Linked DNA regions of Pan troglodytes: region 1 is linked to region 2. Evidence: chromatin contacts called from public Hi-C data. All regions are on one chromosome and are shown on one strand. Each heading gives the region's core, a stretch centred on a gene start, on an enhancer-like site or on the middle of the called end of the contact. The rest is flanking DNA. Distances are from core to core; before and after follow the strand shown. Region 1 overlaps LMCD1 (LIM and cysteine rich domains 1). Region 2 holds the start of LMCD1 (LIM and cysteine rich domains 1).

Region 1 (2,700 bases), core at 127-2,626, 54 kb after region 2:
CTCACCCAGGCTGGAGTGCCGTGGCAGGATCATAGCTCACTGCAGCCACAAACTCCCGGGTTCAAACCATCCTCCTGCCTCAACCTCCCAAGTAATAAACCTCTTTAACTCTTTGTAACAACCAGTGAGAGAGGTTGGGGTTGTGATACCCATTTCGCAGATGAGGAAGCTGGGGCACAGTGAGGTTACCCCACGTGCTGATGACAGTGGGGCTTCGGTTCAATCCCCAGTCCTTCTGCTTCACTGGCAGAGTGAAGTCTGAAGCCGTGTTGGGGTGGGGCCTGGGCAGGGTGGGTCCGACCATGCCAGGGGATATATACGTGAGTGTTTAGGTTCTCCAGGGTGGGCAGCAGTGTATGGGGTAACTTGCAGCTCAGCCCACTGAGCATTTGGGAGCCTCTTATCTGCGTACTGAGAACAATGAAAGGATTCCCATGTCCACCCCCAGTTCCACCCACTGTGGGTTCTTGTGGGCCTTTTGAGTATCAGAGATCTCCATGGCCAGGGAGCTGCCGACTCCAGCAACCTGGACCCATTCACACCAGGCTGGTGGGAGCCCCTCGCGCACTCTCCAAGCCCTGCGCTCCCCACCTGGATGGAACTGATGGGCCCCTGAGCTGGGTGGGCAATGATCTTCATGTTCTGACTGTTAGCAGCTCCACCAAGCCATTGCCTTGCGTTTAGAGAGCTCGCTGAATATTTTCTCAGAAATTAAATACACAGATTTCCCGGGCATGGTTATTTTGCCCAGGAATTTCCGCCTTTCTCCACACCCCGAACTTGTAACTGAAGAAAGGGGAAAGAAAGCCAGAGCATAGCCTTTAATGTGATCTCTACTCTTTAGCATTTACCATTCCTGCCGGGCGCCTCCCCGTCTTGCCCCTTCCCCAACCACTCCTTCCTCAGGCCAAGTGACTGCCCCAAAAGAGCAAACTTAAGAGGAGGACAGTCCATTGAGAGAAGTGAAGATGTTCCCCACAGTCATAAAAATGTGTGAATATGGTCCGAAATCATCCTCCAGGATCCTGGGAGCACAGTCTGACCCCTCTGCCCCATTTCCCCACAAGAATGCTGAGAGGGGGACGGGAGGCCTCCGTCCCCTCCCTCCCCCCCGCCAAAGGTCTGCCTTTCAGATGGAAACTTACAGCAGCTGGCGGCTCAGCCCAACTCCAGCCCCAATAGAAGGACATATTTGTGGGCAAGGGACTTCCAAGTCTTTGTCTAAGCAGATGTTTGGCTTGTGGGCTCGGCAGGCAGGCTGGCTGGCTTTCCTGCCAGCCCCACTTGGGAATTTGAAACTGCCACTCCTCCCCACTTAGTGAGCCCCATCTGAGCTGGAGGACAGGAGGGTAAGAGGCCCAGAGACAAATCTGGGGTCATTCACCCAGAGGAATCCCTGCTCCCCACAGTCCCGCCACCCCTGGCTCAGGCACCATGGGCCGGAGCCTGGGGGCAGCCGCAAAATCACTATGGTTACCAGCTTCTCGGCATCTGCCTGCCTCTTGCTTTGCAATGGAGATACTTTGGTGACTTTCAGGGAGATCTTTTTTTTCTTCCAAAGAAACTTCCCTTTCTCCCACTTTTTATACTATAAATACTTTTCCATGTTGCCACATGGCCTTCACTAGCTTTTTTTTTTTTTTTTTTTTTTTTTTTTGAGTGGGCTGCATATTATTCCATTGATTAAAACAGGGATTGGTAAACTTTTTCTGTACAGGGCATATAGTGAATATTGAAGGTTTTTCAGGCCACATGGTCTCTGTCACGACTAATTAACACAGCTCTTGAAGCACTAAAGCTGCCATAGGCAATATCTAAACAGATGACCCTGGCTGTGTTCCAATCAAACTGTATTTACATAAACAGGTGGTGGGCTAGATTTGGCCCACAGATGGACGCAGTTTGCTGACCCCTGAACTGGAAGAATCATAAAGAATAGTTTTAGCTTTTTATTAATCTCTTTGGTTTTACTCAATTTTGTTTTGCTAATATGAGCTAAATGATGACGATGATGATGATGCTGTCATCTCCCATTCATTGACTACCTAGGTTATGCCAGGCACTGTGCCAGAGATTTTGCATGTTATTTTACTTAATCCTAAGAATTATCCTACAAAGTGTATCATCCTCCTTTTTACAAACAAGGGAATTAAAAGACACTCTTAGCAAAGTTAAACAGTGTTTTCAAACTTCAGGTCACAATCCGTCAGTGGGTAATACATCAATTTAGTGGACTACAACCAGAATTTTTTTTAACTGAAAAGGGAAGAGTGTTTCAGGAGTAGTAAATATTTTTCCAGGAAGCTTTTTTTTTTCAGGAGTGTGTGTGTGTATGTGTGTGTGTGTTGGATCAGGACGTGTAATGTATTTGCTACTGTGGATCACAGACAAAAACAAAAATTTCAAAAAACAAAGCTGAGGAAATTGTCTAGTCACCTAGATGGTGAGTAGTTAATCCAGAACTAGGATCCAGACCTGCCTCACTCCAAACCTGACACAGACTCTAATTAACAGGTGTTCCCATCTCTGGAGCACCCATGCAGTTCTAAGCCCCGGGCAAGGCCGTTGCAATTGGAATGAACACATCTGAGACTCTGTCCCTGCTCAGCTGTGGACCAAGCAGCATCCTTTTGCAAGGAGCCAGTCCTTGGGCCCATGCTTGTCAGAGCTGGATTTGAGAACAACCCACACTGATGTTCT
Region 2 (2,700 bases), core at 136-2,635:
GACGACTGGAGATGATGATAAGAACTAAACTGGAGGAGGCTTTCAAGAGGAAAAAGCCTCCAGCAAGAGACAGCCCCACAATGGGAACTGCAGCCTCCCCTTCTCCCCAAATCCCTCCCGAGTGGTGTACTTCGGGACCACTCTTCAGTCTCTGTGCAACCGAGTTTTATTTTAGCCCACAGGACCCTGGTTTTTCTGGCAGGGGGCACTGCAAAGACGGGTTACAGGCCGAACACCTCACAACAGAGACAGCAGTATTCTCTCCAGGATAAAAAGGGCTTGTGTTTAATCCTCAGTCAGGGCAGGGGGGAAATGCCTCTGGGAATCCAAGTCTGTGGAACCGGCTCAGCAGAGAGATGTGGCTTTATAGGCAAACAACGTGGCATAGAGAGAGGAACCTGGCCAATTCTGTCTTGTAAGAGTAGTTATGTTATGTGTTGCAAGGACTCCACATTCCATGGATTTGTGAACTCAGATGGAATCTTGTTTGTCCAGGCCTGCATGACCCCATTTATCTAAAAATTACTAACTTCCTAGTTTATAGTTTACAATCCTGTGCCCGCCGCCCCCCTCCCCCCCCCGCCCCCCTCCCCCCCCCCGCCACGCCCCCATGAGCTTTCTCTCTATTACTCTCAGTCTCTCAGGTTAAAGCCTTGCTCAATAATTCAGCTGTGGACCAGTTATTCTGATTATTTCCTCATCTATCGTCTTACAGTCATCATCATAATAATATCTGAGATAATATGAGCATACAACAAGACAGTATGTCCATAGGAGCATCTCTAAGATCAGGACAGTGATTTCTTGCTCATGGAATAGGAAGGATTTATGTTAAAGCAAGTTATAAGAAAGCAGTTTAATACTTTACAAACGTTAAGTTTAAAAAAATCATAACTCGCTGGAATCTTTTCTCCTCTCTGGATATTGGAGAACTCGCCCAGGTTTGGGAAAAGTTAGCCAGCTCCTGCAAAACCCCTCCTCCCTCAGCCCTCCCCGCGCCCCCTACGACCAGGCAGAAAGGGTGGGAAGGGGAGCACAGCTCAGCATTTATTTCTGGATCCAGCTCACTAAAAATACCTCGGCTCTCCTGTTTGATCACTCTCCCTTTTGACCTGAATGGATCGCGGGAGCCGCGCCGCCCGCCCCACCTTCGGCCCGTTGCCCTTTAAAGGAAAAGGGCGTGGGGACGGATTCCTGCCGCTCGAGGGATAGAAGCGAGCTGGGTAGTCAGGCGCCGCGGCCATGCTGACGTCAGGGCAGCCTGCGCTCTGCTCCGCTCGCTGCCACAGTGCAGAGACCTCCCTGAGGGAGGGGGACAGCCTCGCGCTGGGATTGGCTGGCCTCGCGCGAGCGCCGGCGCGGAGTGGCTGGCGAGGTTTTAGAGGGAGTCCCGCTCTCCAATTAAAGCGGCCCAGCTGCGCCTGGCTGCGCACAGAGCTCCCTCCCAGGCCCGCGAACTTGGCCATTCAGCCGCCGCTGTCCCCGCTGCGCGCCCTCGCGCCTCTGCCTGAGAAGCCAGGCGCTGTTCCACCACCCCAGAAGAGGATGGCAAAGGTGGCTAAGGACCTCAACCCGGGAGTTAAAAAGGTGAGTGGAAAGCTGTTTGTATTTACCCAGATTCTTACTTTTTCTTGTTTCCCCTTCCCATCTGTTCGCGGAAACTTCCCAAAAGGTAATGAGAAGGGAACTCTTTAAATTCCAAAACTGCATGGAAAACAAATAGTTGGGAATACATGTTTGAGCTAACAGGCACACACACCCCAAACCCAATGTTGTGTGAAATATTTGCGAAGGGTCTTATGTCTTTGGTGATGCTAGTTAAAATTTAATTAAGGTTTTATATATATATACAATATATATAAAATGTATATAAAATATATTATATCTATAAAATATATATATTATATATTATATATATATATGAAATCTTATGGTCTGTAAAGGAAAAACCCCTAGCTTCCTCACTCCCTGTCCTCAGGTGGCTGAAGTAAGGGTTGAGAGCATGTAATATTTACTCACAGTCTCCCTTGTGCTATTATCCCAGTGTTTTGTGTGTTTCCCCCAATACACACACACACACACACACACACACACACACACACAGTTTCTTTAGATGGTGATGTTGGCAGTGGCAGCAGTTCCAGCATAAGGGAACTGATTTCTGTCCCCAGGGTCTGCACGTTTCCCTTACAAGAAGGGCTAGCCCGGAGCCCAGAAGGTCACGGGTAAACTCCTGCACAGGAGCCTGCGGCTGTGCCTATAGCTCCAATACTACTTGTTGCCTACCTGAATGCAGCTGGGAGAAGGCACAGGCTGGAGACTTAGAGAACATGTGAACGGGAAGGGAACAGAGAGACAACCTAGGCTTTACAGATCGGGAAACTGAGGCCCGGGGTCACAGAGAGTTGGTTCTAACAGGCAGCTGACTGTAAGGCAAGCCCTAGGCATCCAGACTCAGTCCCTGTCACTTTTTAACTGCACGTTATTCACCAGGTCACTTTTCTGAGCCTCAGTTTCCTTGTCTCTGATGTGGGGAGGATAGGCCTAACCTGCCTCATGGCAGTGGTAGCAGGGTTATTGACACTGTGAGTTAATTTCCCAAAGCAGTCATTGTTAAACTCTGATTTCACAGGGTTTAGTCTTGCAGGGCAAAGTCTTCCTTAAACATCTGCCATTAACCTGCAGGGTAGAATGAGAGGG

What was found. A called contact is a pair of places that touch in the nucleus more often than the background predicts.
Region 1: a contact with region 2 is called in a Hi-C map of stem cell-derived neural progenitor cells, with 1.5 times the contacts expected there. The contact joins the enhancer-like site here to the promoter of LMCD1 in region 2. A contact is called at or near these places in 1 of 7 Hi-C or Micro-C datasets (stem cell-derived neural progenitor cells) and 1 of 1 other capture datasets (stem cell-derived neural stem cells).

What each region holds. Positions count from the first base shown.
Region 1 is chr2:12,586,880-12,589,579 of NHGRI_mPanTro3-v2.0_pri, forward strand. All of the region lies in intron 4 of LMCD1 (LIM and cysteine rich domains 1), which reads left to right. Among named protein-coding and RNA genes, the nearest start is that of LMCD1, 54 kb to the left of the region's middle. Within about 2 kb of position 1,377, at least 4 of the 24 cell types and tissues checked have an H3K27ac peak or open chromatin away from gene starts, as enhancers often do. A contact at or near this core is called in stem cell-derived neural progenitor cells and stem cell-derived neural stem cells, where this site is marked.
Region 2 is chr2:12,533,042-12,535,741 of NHGRI_mPanTro3-v2.0_pri, forward strand. LMCD1 (LIM and cysteine rich domains 1) reads left to right here and starts at 1,386. Exons shown (of 6, transcript XM_516253.8): 1 at 1,386-1,587. The coding sequence starts at 1,546.